Linked DNA regions of Mus musculus: region 2 is linked to region 1. A link is a contact called in public promoter capture Hi-C data. All regions are on one chromosome and are shown on one strand. The core of a region is the stretch at or near the end of the contact, and the rest is flanking DNA. Distances in the headings are between cores, read along the strand shown. Region 1 holds the start of Adprh (ADP-ribosylarginine hydrolase). Region 2 holds the start of Parp9 (poly (ADP-ribose) polymerase family, member 9).

Region 1 (6,388 bases), core at 1,942-4,441:
GGGAGCAGTTTAGGATAGAGAGCAAGACCCAGGGTGTGAGGGACTGACACCTCTGAGGGAGGAGGAACAGGTTGGAAGGACAAGGCAGCTGAATGTCTCCTTCTAGAATTTTCTCTACTGCAGTGTGTCCGGAAGTCTTCTAGAGACAGCAGTGAGAGCGGACTTACAGTGGTGGGTCCAGGTTGATCAGTGCAGGCCGTGGGGCACAGGGGCCGTGGAAGAAAAATCACCTGACAAACACCCCGTTCTTGTTTTTGTTCTCCCCTGAAGGCTGCGTTCTCTGTGAGAGCCCCGTGGCCAGTGAAGTTCCTCAGTGAGTAGCTGTGGTTGGAGCATGGAAGGCCTTTTGCAAGTTCGGGAAATGAAGTGGGTTTGGGGAGCCAGGAGGGCTGCCCGTCTGGTGGGGGAATCCAACAAAAGTGGGAATGCAGCAACGGAAGCCCTTGGCTAGGAAGTCACCAGAGAAGATTTCAAAATGTACTGGCAGGTCTCTACCAAAGGTTGGGAAGCCCTGGCCTGTGGAGACAAACAAGAAGGACTTCCCCTGCTGTCTTTCTGTTCTGCTTCGAAGGGTTAAGCTTTTCCTAACATTCAGTTGCCAGTTCATCAAGTGTCTCTGTCACCAAGCCTCCCCCCACCCGTTTATTCACTGTAATTACTGCCTGCTTCGTTTTGTTTTGTTTTTCGAGACAGGGTTTCTCTGTATATCCTTGGCTGTCCTGGACCTCACTTTGTAGACCAGGCTGGCCTCAAACTCAGAAATCCGCCTGCCTTTGCCTCCCGAGTGCTGAGATTAAAGGTGTGTGCCACCACCATGCCGATATTTTTCTTTACAAGTTTTATATTTACAAGATGCTTAAGACTACTGGGGAAGGGGAGGAACATAGAATATAAAAATCAGGCTATGTGCCTTTAACATAACCAGTGTTTAGCTGCAAGTCATTTTGTGATTTTTTTTTTCTAAGCGGCAGTATGGGAATGGGAAGGCTAATTATGGGCCCCAGGCCTGATTCTTTTTGCATAACCAGATCACACAAACTCCAAGGAACTCTCTTAACTGGTCTGTGTTTCCTCACTAGAATGGGATGAGTTGAACAAATACTCCCATGGAGGTGCCGTCTGATGACGTAAACTATTTTTAAGGACATGTGCATTCTACTTTTGCCATTGTGTCGAGGTAGAGTCTCCTTCTGTACCTCTAAGGCTGTCAGTTAGCAGAATTCTCTTTTTCCAGGGGGAGGGGAGTCCTCTCTCTTAAGATCTTTAAGTGATTCAATGAGGCCTGCCCACATTATGGAGGATAATCCACTGTACCTCATGTTTATTGATATAAAAGCTAATCTCGGCTGTAAAATACCTTCCCATCTGGAGGAAGATTTGAACAATCTGGGTGCTGTGGTCCAGCCAAGAGGACATACAGTTAGCTGCTCAGATATCATCTTAGTCTTCCTGAATGGACCACATAGCAGCTGCTTTTGGCTTTCCACGTCTCCGTCCCTGGCTTTCCAGTTTCCGCACTCTCTGCGTTTATTATTCTGAGGAGTTTTCTGGTCTATCCTGTGCTCTGTTCTCCTTTGGCCCTTGCTGCTGTTCCACTGTTAGTCTCTGTTAGAGAGTCCAACCCACCCTGCATATGAACTACTTCCTGTCAGTGTGCAGGGGTGCTAGTGCACGGTCCCTAAGCTTTATCAGTCAGAACACTCATAGTGTTACAGTGTCATCCGCACTCAACACATTTGGGTCTATGCAGTGTCAAAGCTGTCTTGGACTGTTCTGTTTTCTGATCCTCAGTGAATCTTTTCTCTTTTAAAACAGTTTTAACCGCGATCTGGTGAGAGAGCAGCTGGACCCCAGGGCCTCACCCTTTTTATTGTATCAAACTAGAAGTTGGCTTATTGTGGAAGTGTTAATGTTTGTGGACATTTGGAGTCACATTAGTAGTTGATAAAGCCAGTTTTTAAGAAAGGATATAAAATTCTATTTAAAAAATGACCCCATTGTTTTAAAATCATATGCATACCATAAAGACTGATATATGTATCAGGGGTAACATCTAGTTTCTATTTTTCTCTAAAATATCTTTAGATATAATATAGAAAAAATATTCTAAAAGATATAAACTAGGTGTGGTGTTGTAAGACTGAAATTCTAGCATTCTAAAGGTAGAGGCAGGAGGATCACGAGTTTGAGACCAGCCTAGTCTCAAAAAATAAATCAAAATTTAATTTTCCTTCATTCCTCTCTTTACTCGGAAAGCTTCTTGTTCCTCTTCTAATTATTTGCAATTTGATGCTTACCCTTCCAAGCAACACACACACATTTATTAAATATATTAACTTTCCTATGACTTATCAATTTATTTTTGCTTAATAAAAGTCCCTAAACTCCACGTGAACACCTCCTTTATTATTGTGATTAATAGATTTATTTACACAAGAATAGAGTCACCAACGCCAAAATTAATAGATGTTAAATGTTCAGTTCAAGTTTCCTTCCCAGATAAGTCTTTCCTTTTTTTCTGTTTTGAAGACATAGAAGAGGGGATGTGAGTTCTTGGGAGTAGGTCTGAAATTTTTGAGCAGACATGTTCTGATCTTAAGTCTAAGGAGTCAAAGCAGGATCTTTGATGTGCGTCAGGGTCACTGTATAGAAGCAGATACTCCATTTAAGCACAAGGCCCGATTTGTGCCTTTCCGGAGACGAGGCTGTACCGAGCTGGGTCGAGGGTACGGGGGAGTGTTCACTGGCACACGTTTATTCTCGGAACCTGACATCTGGGCTCAACGCCGCCATTGCCACCTTAGGGTTTTAACAAATCCAGAGTCATAATTTAGGGGAAAGAACCTTAAGAGTTCCCCTCTAAGCTCCCGTTTGAAACCCTTCTGTGGAGAGCACGCAGAACCACGGCTGAACGGACTAGGGTTAGAATCGGTGAGCCCAAGCCGCTCTGGGCGGTGGGTACCAGGCTCTGGGAGTCCAACGGTCCGCGGGGCAGAACCCTGGCAGGGCAGAACCCTGGCAGGGCGAGCACGAGGCTGGCCGGACACCACTCCACTCGGCCCACACGCAGCGCGGAGCGGTTCCCGAGCTGATGCGCAAGGCTTGGGCGCCCCCAGCACCGCCCCTTCCTCCTTCCGTCCAGTGCGGAGGACGCGGGAGGACGCAGCTCCGCCGGAAGCCGCTGTGCGCCAGCGACCCGCCCGGCCCGCGGCTCCGCCCCTGTTCGGCTTTTGGCTTGGGTGCCCACAGCAGGACTCCTGCGCCCGGTACCCCGCCTCCAGCTCGGGCAATCCTGCCCTCGGCTCTGGACCACCCCGATCCCGCCCCACGCTCTCAGCTCCGCCTCAGCAGGTACAGCCAGGAGTCCCCGAGCCACTCTCCTCTTACTGACCTTAGTACCCGCTCGGTCCCGCTCTCACCTCCAGACTGGTGCTAGGCCAGTGTCCTCAAAGTGGCCACCAAGACTTTCCTGAGTGCATCGCGGCCTCCCCTCCCCTCATCCCCTCTCCCTATTCCTCTTTCTACCCAGGCCAGGAAACCAATGGGAAATCCCGAAGTGTACTTCGGCTTTGATTGTATAGTTTGATGGCTTTGTCACCTGTGCCCGTTTAGAGTGGGTTAAGGAATAATGACTTCTGAAGGGTGGGTCTGGGCCAGGATGGATGCATGTGCCAAGGTGAAAAGGAATTTCAAAGAGAAAAGATACTGGCTACTTCCTCCGTAGGTTCCCACACTCTTCCATGGAGAGCTCAAAAAGGGAACCTGGAGCATTGGGAGGAGAAGGTGGGGGCGTTAGTCCTTAGTTCTCAGAGGTTAACAAAGCTAGGGCTTCGAAAACCTGGGCCAAAACAGGACCTCGGAGAACGAGGCCTTCCTCCCCCACAGATGGGAAACAGATGGGAAACTCCAGCGTGAGAGGATTGTTAGTGGTCACAGAGCTAACACAAGAGACTACAGAACTCTAGTTCCTAGCCGTTATTTATACATAAAACACACACACACAACACCACACACACACAACACACACACACACACACACACACACACACACACACATGTAATCAGGATCAAGCATGGAAAAGCCAGATCTTTACCCTTAACTGCTTCTCCAGGTCTCTGCTGGCCTGTGCCCTAGACCTGAGCAGTGTGACTAGATGGATGGTGGAGGTACCTGGGCTTGAACTAAACCTAAAATGGCGGTTAGAGGAAGAAAGACAGGTGGATGGGAAGAGCTTGGGCTGAGGGCAGGGGTGAGCTAGGTCTTTTTGCCCCTAAGAGTGTTTGCCCCTGTTCATGGGGAGGCTGGGTGCGTGGAGGGGGCAGACAGTGGAACACTGAATCACCACACGGAATGGGTGTCATGGAGCCCTGGCCTGAGTAGAGTAGAAAATGTGTACACCGGGAAGCCAGGGCTTTAGCAAGGATTTCATTTGTGGTGGGAATAGCATTTGCAGCCCGGCACTATAGAACTTTTACCATATAGAAGACAGACAAGGGGCTGGAGACATGGCTCAGCAGTTTGAGAGCACTGGCTGTTCTTCCAGAGGGGCTCAGGTTCAATTCCCAGCACCCACATGGCAGCTCACAGAGCCAGTTCCAGGGGGCCCAACACCCTCACACAGATACCAGTGAAGCCAAAAAACTAGAGTATGTAAATAAAACTGAATATAAACTAGAATATGTAAATAAAACTAAATCATTTAAAAATTTTTAAATATTGCTGGTAAAGGGAAAATTGCTTATAGAATTGGTTGTAGATGGATAATAAAAATAATCACAAAGTTGTGCTCACTATGTACTTTATGGAAATTCATTCATTCATTCATTCATCCCTCATTACACATCTGGGTTTTTCCATTATCACTTTACCTGAGCCCAAAGTTAAGGCCAGGGCCCAGACCATGTAATATGAAGCATTCTGGCGGCAGGGAACTAGGTCGGATTCCATGGTCTGTACCTATTGATTATGTAAACTTAGCTTCCATTTCCTCATCTGTAAACAGTTAGCTGTAGTGTCACTCTCCGCACAAAAGAGAGAGAGATCTTCCAAAGCGAATATCAGGTGATGGAGAAGATGGCAGGCCTGGCTTGACCTGTGGGTTTTAATGGGCTGGCCACTCCTCGAGAGACCACGACACAGCTGGAGACAAGCTTTGGAGTCGAGCTTTGGGCTGTGATAGAGTCCCAGCCCTCCCCGCTAGCTCTGTGGCCTGATTCAGTTCTCTTAATATTTACAGAGCTGCATTCTCTCCACGATGACTGACTTACTCTTGCTTAAGACCCTCGAGCAGCAAATCCCTCATAGAAGACGATCGAATGGGTTAGGCTTAAGGCAGGGCCTGTGGGGAGAGTGTAGATGTTTGTTTTCCGATTCATCTTCCTCTGCTCTTCTCCAGGAGTCTCCGTTGCCCCATAAGCCCGCCTGTGCCAAGCTCAGCATGGGTGGGGGGCTGATTGAGAGGTATGTGGCTGCCATGGTGCTGAGCGCGGCTGGAGATACCTTGGGCTACTTCAACGGGAAGTGGGAGTTCATTCGGGATGGGGAGACGATACACCAGCAGTTGGCCCAGATGGGTGACTTGGAAGCCATAGATGTGGCACGATGGAGAGTCAGTGATGATACCGTCATGCACCTGGCCACAGCGGAGGCCCTCATGGAAGCCGGCCAGTCCCCGGATTTGCCTCGGCTGTATTCCCTACTAGCCAAACATTACCGGGACTGCATGGGAGACATGGATGGCCGGGCACCAGGTGAGTGCCAGTCTCTGGGAGGTTCCCGAGGATGGAGAAGCGGGCCCAAGGGGGACGCTAAGACTGTAGATGGAGAGTAATATGTCTATTAGTCACTCGTAGGAGGACTTTGATTTCAAAACCAGCCCAGGCTCCGTAGTGAGATTCTGTTTCAGAAAATCAAAAGAAGAAAAACTTCGTGAAACATTTCATTATCAGTGAAACAGAAACTAGTGTGGATTTCAATTCTTGTAACTTACTCATGGTGCCACAGTCACAGTTCTGTGTGTTGTGCAGATGAGATATGGAAAGGATTTATTGATGAAATTGGGGAAAAAAATAGGTTTCAGGACATGTTGTGAAAGTAACTTAAAAGTACCAGAGTTTGCCGGGTGTGGTGGTGCATATCTGAAATCCCAGCACTCGGGAGGTGGAAACAGAAAGATCAGGAGTATGGGAAGTGCAGGAGGTGAGGACCTGAGTTCAAATCCCCCAGCACCCACATAAAATGTCACATATGTGACCCGTGTGTGAAGAGAGACAGAAACTGGAGGGTCACTGGAGCTTCCTGGTCCCTAACCTACCTCTAGACCCTGCATCAAGGGACTGAGAGACGGACATGTGTGCAAACACCACACACACAAAGAACAGTTGCTTA
Region 2 (6,388 bases), core at 1,328-3,827, 2.5 Mb after region 1:
ATGGTGGCCTGTTTCTGGGAACAGATAGAAAGAACGCAATAAGAGCTGGCCAAAGCGGAGGCAACTTGGGTTTTGGTTACTGTTTTTGAGATAAGGTCACATCAAGTTACTCTTGCCTGGTCTGGAACGTGCTATGGAGATGAAGACACCTGGATACTAGTTTTAAAGGCTTGTGCCACCAATGACTAAAGCCAAGGGGGATCTTCTAGGAATACAACATAGGAGGCTGACGCTTTTGATCCCATTGCTGGGAGACAGAGACAGCTGAGTTTGAGGCCAGCCTGGTCTACAAGTTCTATGACAGCCAGGACTACACAGAAAAAAAAAGACCCTGTTTGGGAAAAAAAGAAGAAGGAGGAGGAGGAGGAGGAGGAGGAGGAGGAGGAGGAGGAGGAGGAGAAGGAGAAGGAGAAGGAGAAGAAGAAGAAGAAGAAGAAGAAGAAGAAGAAGAAGAAGAAGAAGAAGAAGAAGAAATAAACCATAGGAGACCTGAAAGAAAATTCTGCTGTTTAGAGTTTTTCATGTCAATGGTGAGGATGACCATGTGATTATAGCATTAATACTGTTTACCTTCAGGGAATTTTAGTTGGAGTGGGGGGGGGGGGGGCTGGAGGGGCTGGAATAGGAAACGCTTTACAGAAGTGAGGTCTTGAAGGTGTTGGTACACTTAGAAAATGGTAACAAAGTGCTGAGACCAGGCAAACCACCTAAGGAGCAGCCTTCTCAACAGTGGTGCGTCCCACCGGGCGTGTGAAGACTGAGGAAACTGCTTGAACCTGCACGGGCTGTGTTCTGAATCTGTGATAAACAACTCTGACCTAAGGATGTCTGGATAAAAATCTGAAGCTCTGGGAAATCGCACTTTCTCATGATTTTAACCTAGTAGCCTAAAAACTAAAATTATGAAATGTTAGACTCATGACTAACACTTACAATAGTCTCTGGGATGATCTGTAATGTCTTTGCAGTAGAAAAACACTGTACAACACGAGAGCACAGCTGGCCATGCCCATCCAGGAGTCACTCGAATACTAACCCCAAACTGGCCGGACAGGATCCGGGGAGCCTGCAGAGGGCAGTATTGCTTTCACACAAGAAAGACCTCTAAGGTTCCTTGGAGGCTGCAGCTGAGAGGTTGCTTTGGGGTGCACTTGTCTGTCTTGAGGCAAGCAGGCCAAAAGCAAAACTTCCTTTTTCCTTGTCCTTTTATATAGGCTGCTACCAGGACGCGTGACCCAGATTTAGGGCGGGTCTTCCAGTCTCAAAAGACCCAATCAAGAAAATCGCTCACAAGCACTACCCAGCTAGCTGGGGTTTTAGCTGATTCCAGACGCAGTCAAAATGACAACCAAGATTAACCATCACCTATGAGCTAAACTATGGTGTTAACCTTTAGAATTAACACACATAATCCCCACTTTATTTCTGTTGACGCTATAGATCTTACAGACCCTTCCTCTTCCTCTCCCTGGCCTGGAACCCAGCCCTCTGGACTTTAGGCTACTGCTGTCCCAGCCTAGAATACTTTCCTCCCCTCCCCCAACCCCTTAAGATACCTCTTGAAACCTGCTCTTTGGCTTTTGCTTTGTTCACAGGTACTGACTGCTTCTGTGCTCAGTTCCTCGTTACCTCCCTCTCTAGGGACTCAGGGAAGCAAGCCGATCTGTGCTATTCGCTAACTTAAGGCCCTCGAGCAGAAAATCCCTAAGGTGCCCAGCTAACAGGAAAAGTACAGGTCACCAAGCAGGTAAACTCTCTCCACTTGAAATCAGAACCGCATCTCAGTAAATACTAGTTACAACAATCATTTCAAAAAGTACAAACAGGTGAAACTCTTTACCCCTCTATTCCGCTCCACCCTTGAGAGGCCTGAACCTGGGATCCGGGTTCCCGCCAAACTTCCGATCCTGCAAGAATAGAAGGGCGACCTGCCACCGTAGGGAAACTTCCTCTGAGCGCCCACCGCCGAGCGTGCGAACTACTCACCGGGTGATGGCTCTGAGAGATGGCAGAGCAAGACAGGCGGCGGCTCTGCGGAGAACAAGGAGGGACCTTCTGGGGAATCGAAACTGAAACTTTGCCTCTCGGGTCTTTAGGGCAGGGCTCGCCTTTGCTCTTCCCTGTCTGTGCAGCGCCCCTGAGCCCCAAACGAGCCAGACGCGGATAGCCATGGCTTCCAGTCCCGACCCGCCGTCCCCGCTACTCGTACGGCTGCGGGAGTCCATCCCCAAGGCGCACAGGAAGCTCGAGATATACTTCCAGAGCCGGGCCTCGGGAGGTGGGGAGTGCTCTGTCCAGCCCGTGGGCCCCAGCGCCCCGGACACCTACGAGGTGAAGTTCCTAAAAAAAGCAGGTGAGCCGGGGCAGGGGAAACAGGGCAAGGCTCGGGTGCAAGGGTAGAACCAGCAGGTTTCCAAACCGATCCCTGCATGCTTCCGACGAGAGCCCACGCGAGTGTGGCTCTCTGTCTGTGGGAGAGTGCGGTCCACAGACTCCCTCCATCCCACAGTGGCGGAGAGAGCCTCGTATGAGTCCAGCCGCTGATGAGGTCGCGGTTCGACTCCATCTGAGAATTTCCCAGCAGACCCAGTTGAGAGAAGAAACAAAGTGTGGGGGTTGGGATTGAGGAGGAAATCCAGAACCTTGTGCACGCTAGGCAAGTGCTCCACCACCGATCTCGACTCCAAGCCATTTTAATGTTGTAAATAAAGATTCCGTTGACTTATTTTTAAGGACTACAAAAGTAATATATGACTTTAAAGAGGAAAGTCAAAGAAAAATTATCTGAAGATAGTTTGGTGGGGTTTGGTTTGGTTTTGGTTTTGGTTTTTGGTGTGTGTGTGTGTGTGTGTGTGTGTGTGTGTGTGTGTGTGTGTGTGTTTGGTTGATTTTAGAGACAGGGTTATTCCTTGTATCCTTGTCTGTCCTGGAACTAGCTCCATAGGCTGACCTCAAACTCGCAGAGATCCTCCTTCCTCTACTGGGATTAAAGGCAGGTGGTGCCACACTAATGTCCTCAATGGGGGCATTTTCATGCATTCTTTTCTGAGAGTCAGCAAATGAATATACATTCTAAACTTTTTGATCTTGTTTCTTTTGGGGGGCCGGGGGTTTCACCATTTAACTATACAATAACCATTATTCAATGTCATTGAAATGAGAGATTCAAAACCATTACAAAACATAGGTTTCCCCACCACCACCCCTTTGAGACAGGATCTTGCCATGTGCCATTGGTTGGCCTTGAACTCATAATACCCCTACCCCTACCACTACCATTTAAGTGCTAGATTGTGAGTGTGTACCAGCATGCCCAGACTAGAAATGTGATTTCTAATAACCAAATTATATTCCTATGCTAAAACTTAAGCTCCCTTCTTTAGAGTTCTGATTAGCTTCTCCTATCACCAGCCTGCTATTCCAGAATGCCAGAAATAACTGTTCAGGTCCTCTGTATGCATTTGACCAGGAGCCTACAACAGATACCACCAAGGGCCAACTTGGTGAACCAATGCATTACTTATTGCATTGGTATTGGTTATTGGATTTACTTACAGGAATATGGGAAACGACTCAAAGGCAACTGCATCACCAAAGCCCACCTAGCATGGGTGACAGCTCACAAAGCTGGGAACCTGGAGCTCACTGCACACCTACAGGCAGCTCAATAGGTTAGGGAGTGTTCTTTCCAGGTGGCTCAGTTGGTCTAAACTTCCTCCTAAGTGGAGCTTAGAGTTCACTTCCTGCAGGCAGCTTCTCTGGTGGTTTAAGTTTTCTTCACAGCTTGTTTTGTCTAAGAGTCTCCTATGCAGACCTTTAATGAGTCCTCACAGCAGCTCTGTTCTGGGAGTCTCAGGAGGACTCTTCCCAACAGTCTCTATTGTTTATTCATTCAGGGAGGGGCCTATGAGTCTGGTCAGTTTCTGGGATTTCCTGAAGCTATTTTGAGTTGTTTACCTTCTTGCTTAAGGAACTTCTTTGCAGGGTGGAATGTTTCAGTCTTGAGAAAATTTACACAACAGTCCCATACCCTATGGTTTATTCAAATAAAGTCTATGGAAGGCGAACCAATGCATTTATAGTAGTGGCACATGCCTTTAATTGTAGCACTCTGGAGGCAGGGGCAGGCAGATCTCTGTGAGTTCAAGGCCACCCTGGTCTACACCAGGAGTTTCAGGACAGCCAGGACTACCTAAGGTCTCAAAAACAAAAAATAAAACAAAACAAAAAAATGAACAACTAAAAAGCATATGTGAGAACATGGGTAGCTTATGTGAAAGTCCTAAGCTTATTAGGGACATCTCTGGAGGTAGCATGCTCAGACGTTTCTAGAATCAACCTACAGGGATACTGAGGATCAGCTATGTAAATTCTCTCTTATTTCTGTGTGAATGTGTATGTTTAATGTCTCCCCTGAAGATAAGGAGAAAGTGTTGAAAAAGAGCGAACACGAGATGTTGGTCCATAACAAACCTGTGACCATTGTCCTGGAAACTACTAAAAAGCCAGTAGAGGACCTGAGACCCAGACTCCCATCCTTGACACAGCCAGTGGAGACACCAAGCTCCAGACCTCCGTCCTTGACGGGGTCTCTGGATGAAGCACTTTGTGATGACATACATCCCCAGGACGGGCTCGTTTCTAACTCTGTTGACTCAGTTGTCCAAAAGGTGAGTGTTGACAGAGGAGCTGATGCTGCCCTGGCATCTGCTCCTCCCTTCCCCTCGGTGTTTTCGGGCAGCCTTGTGCACCCCGGACTGTACAGGGAGGAATGAAGCTTAGTTGGTACAGGTGGATTAGCAAGATCTCAGCCAGCCTGAGTTAGGGAGAAACAGCCTTCTCTGGACATGGTTTTCAGGGAAACCTCCCTCTTTATTGGGGTGAACAGGGGCTATATAAACCTGCGGAAGTGGGTAGGGGTTTCGGAGGTGAGTGTCATCATTGGCTGGGGGCATAGATGCTGGGGAATGCTTTATTTGTGTGAAGAGGAATTCCAGGTGCTTGCTTGCTGGACATGTCCTTTTAAGGAGAGAGGAAGTTTAACTTGTGATCTAGCCACCAGGCTACAAGACTGCCTCGAGTGGTGGAGGTGGGGGTCATAAGGCTCCTGTGCACTGGGACATCCTGGTTCCGACCAAGGAGGAAGCAGTCCTGGAGTCTGCGGGTCTCCAGATGTGATTTTCAGGTTCAAACGTATCTGGACCTCACTCTTGCTCCTGACTGGCACCCCTGGTCTCACAGCTTTGGGAACCCACAAGCTGGCACTGTTTCTACAACTGCTTCTGTGGTCACCGCCTCTGCCTTTTTGGTCTAACAACCTTGTCCCAGGGGCTAGCTCCAGGCGAGGCACTGGTCTAGGCACTGGACTACAGAGGCACAGAGACAAGATTCCCATCCTCATGCAGCCTGTGTTGGGTGTGCAGACAGGAAGCAATGAGCTGAGTAGAAGTACTTCCAAGACTAAGACATGCAAGAATTAAAAACAGAGTTTTGTCTCAGAGAAGAGCAGGGTGAGGGCTTGCAAGGGGACAATGGGAGAACTTCTTGATGAAGTGACATTTAGCCTGAGGCTTAAATGATAAGAGTGCATCAGCTATTTAAAAAAAAAAAAATGTGTTTTCCAAATAGAGACTATTTTCTGTGTGCCAGGCAGTGTTGTAGGGGCTGGGGACACAGACACATTGCAGACTGCTCTTAGGGCCCTTAGCTATCTAGTAAGGGAAGCAAAGAATAGTAAATAGATTTATAATAAAAGTCTTTCCAGCAACAAGTGCAGGAAGAATAAAGGCAGATATGTGACAGTGGCAGAAACACTCTCATAAATAGGGCGCAAACGAAGAGACACACAGATCCAAATGATGCTTCATCTAAAAATCAGGAATAAATGAAAAGAGAGTAAGTAAGAAAAGCTGTGTGGCTTTGTAATTAGGACATTCCAGGCTGAGGGAAACGCATGCACAGACCTCCCAGGAATTGATGTCTTGAACTCAGAAGTCTCAGTGAGGCAAGAGTAGGGAGCAGGCAGTGAGCAAGAGAGGCACGTGAGAGGCTGGGCACGTGAAAGGGTACTGTGAAGGCAGAGCTGAGGGTTTGAACTTCCGCTGTGGAGCTTCGCCTGATGTTTTGGGGCCCCGGTGGTGCAGGATCCAGATTGTATTTGTCAAGGATCGCTCTGGCTGCTGCACTGAAGCCCAGGCATTGAAGAAGCCAGGATGCAAGGTCAGTGGCTGCAGTGGGCTAGGTGGATGACATCCTAGATTCTAGGTGGTCCTGATGGAGGTGTGGGAAAGACTGATTCTGGAAATACCCTGAGGCTCTAATCTAGAGAAGAAAATGCTCTCTGTGGACTAGAGAGCATCTGGAAAAACTCTGAGTGGGAACCAATCAT

The links. Promoter capture Hi-C pulls out the DNA fragments that hold promoters and counts their contacts.
Region 2: a promoter capture Hi-C map of pre-B cells shows a contact between it and region 1, with 3 times the contacts expected there. The contact joins the promoter of Parp9 here to the promoter of Adprh in region 1. A contact is called at or near these places in 3 of 39 promoter capture datasets (liver and pre-B cells) and 2 of 115 datasets of contacts at active chromatin or transcription factors (bone marrow-derived dendritic cells and large pre-B cells).

The regions. Positions count from the first base shown.
Region 1 is chr16:38,449,492-38,455,879 of GRCm38.p6, reverse strand. Adprh (ADP-ribosylarginine hydrolase) reads left to right here and starts at 3,191. Exons shown (of 4, transcript NM_007414.3): 1 at 3,191-3,351; 2 at 5,397-5,751. The coding sequence starts at 5,439.
Region 2 is chr16:35,934,659-35,941,046 of GRCm38.p6, reverse strand. It overlaps Parp9 (poly (ADP-ribose) polymerase family, member 9), which reads right to left and starts at 2,577. Exons shown (of 11, transcript NM_030253.3): 1 at 1,987-2,577; 2 at 1-14. Dtx3l (deltex 3-like, E3 ubiquitin ligase) reads left to right here and starts at 2,020. Exons shown (of 5, transcript NM_001013371.2): 1 at 2,020-2,353; 2 at 4,420-4,670. The coding sequence starts at 2,170.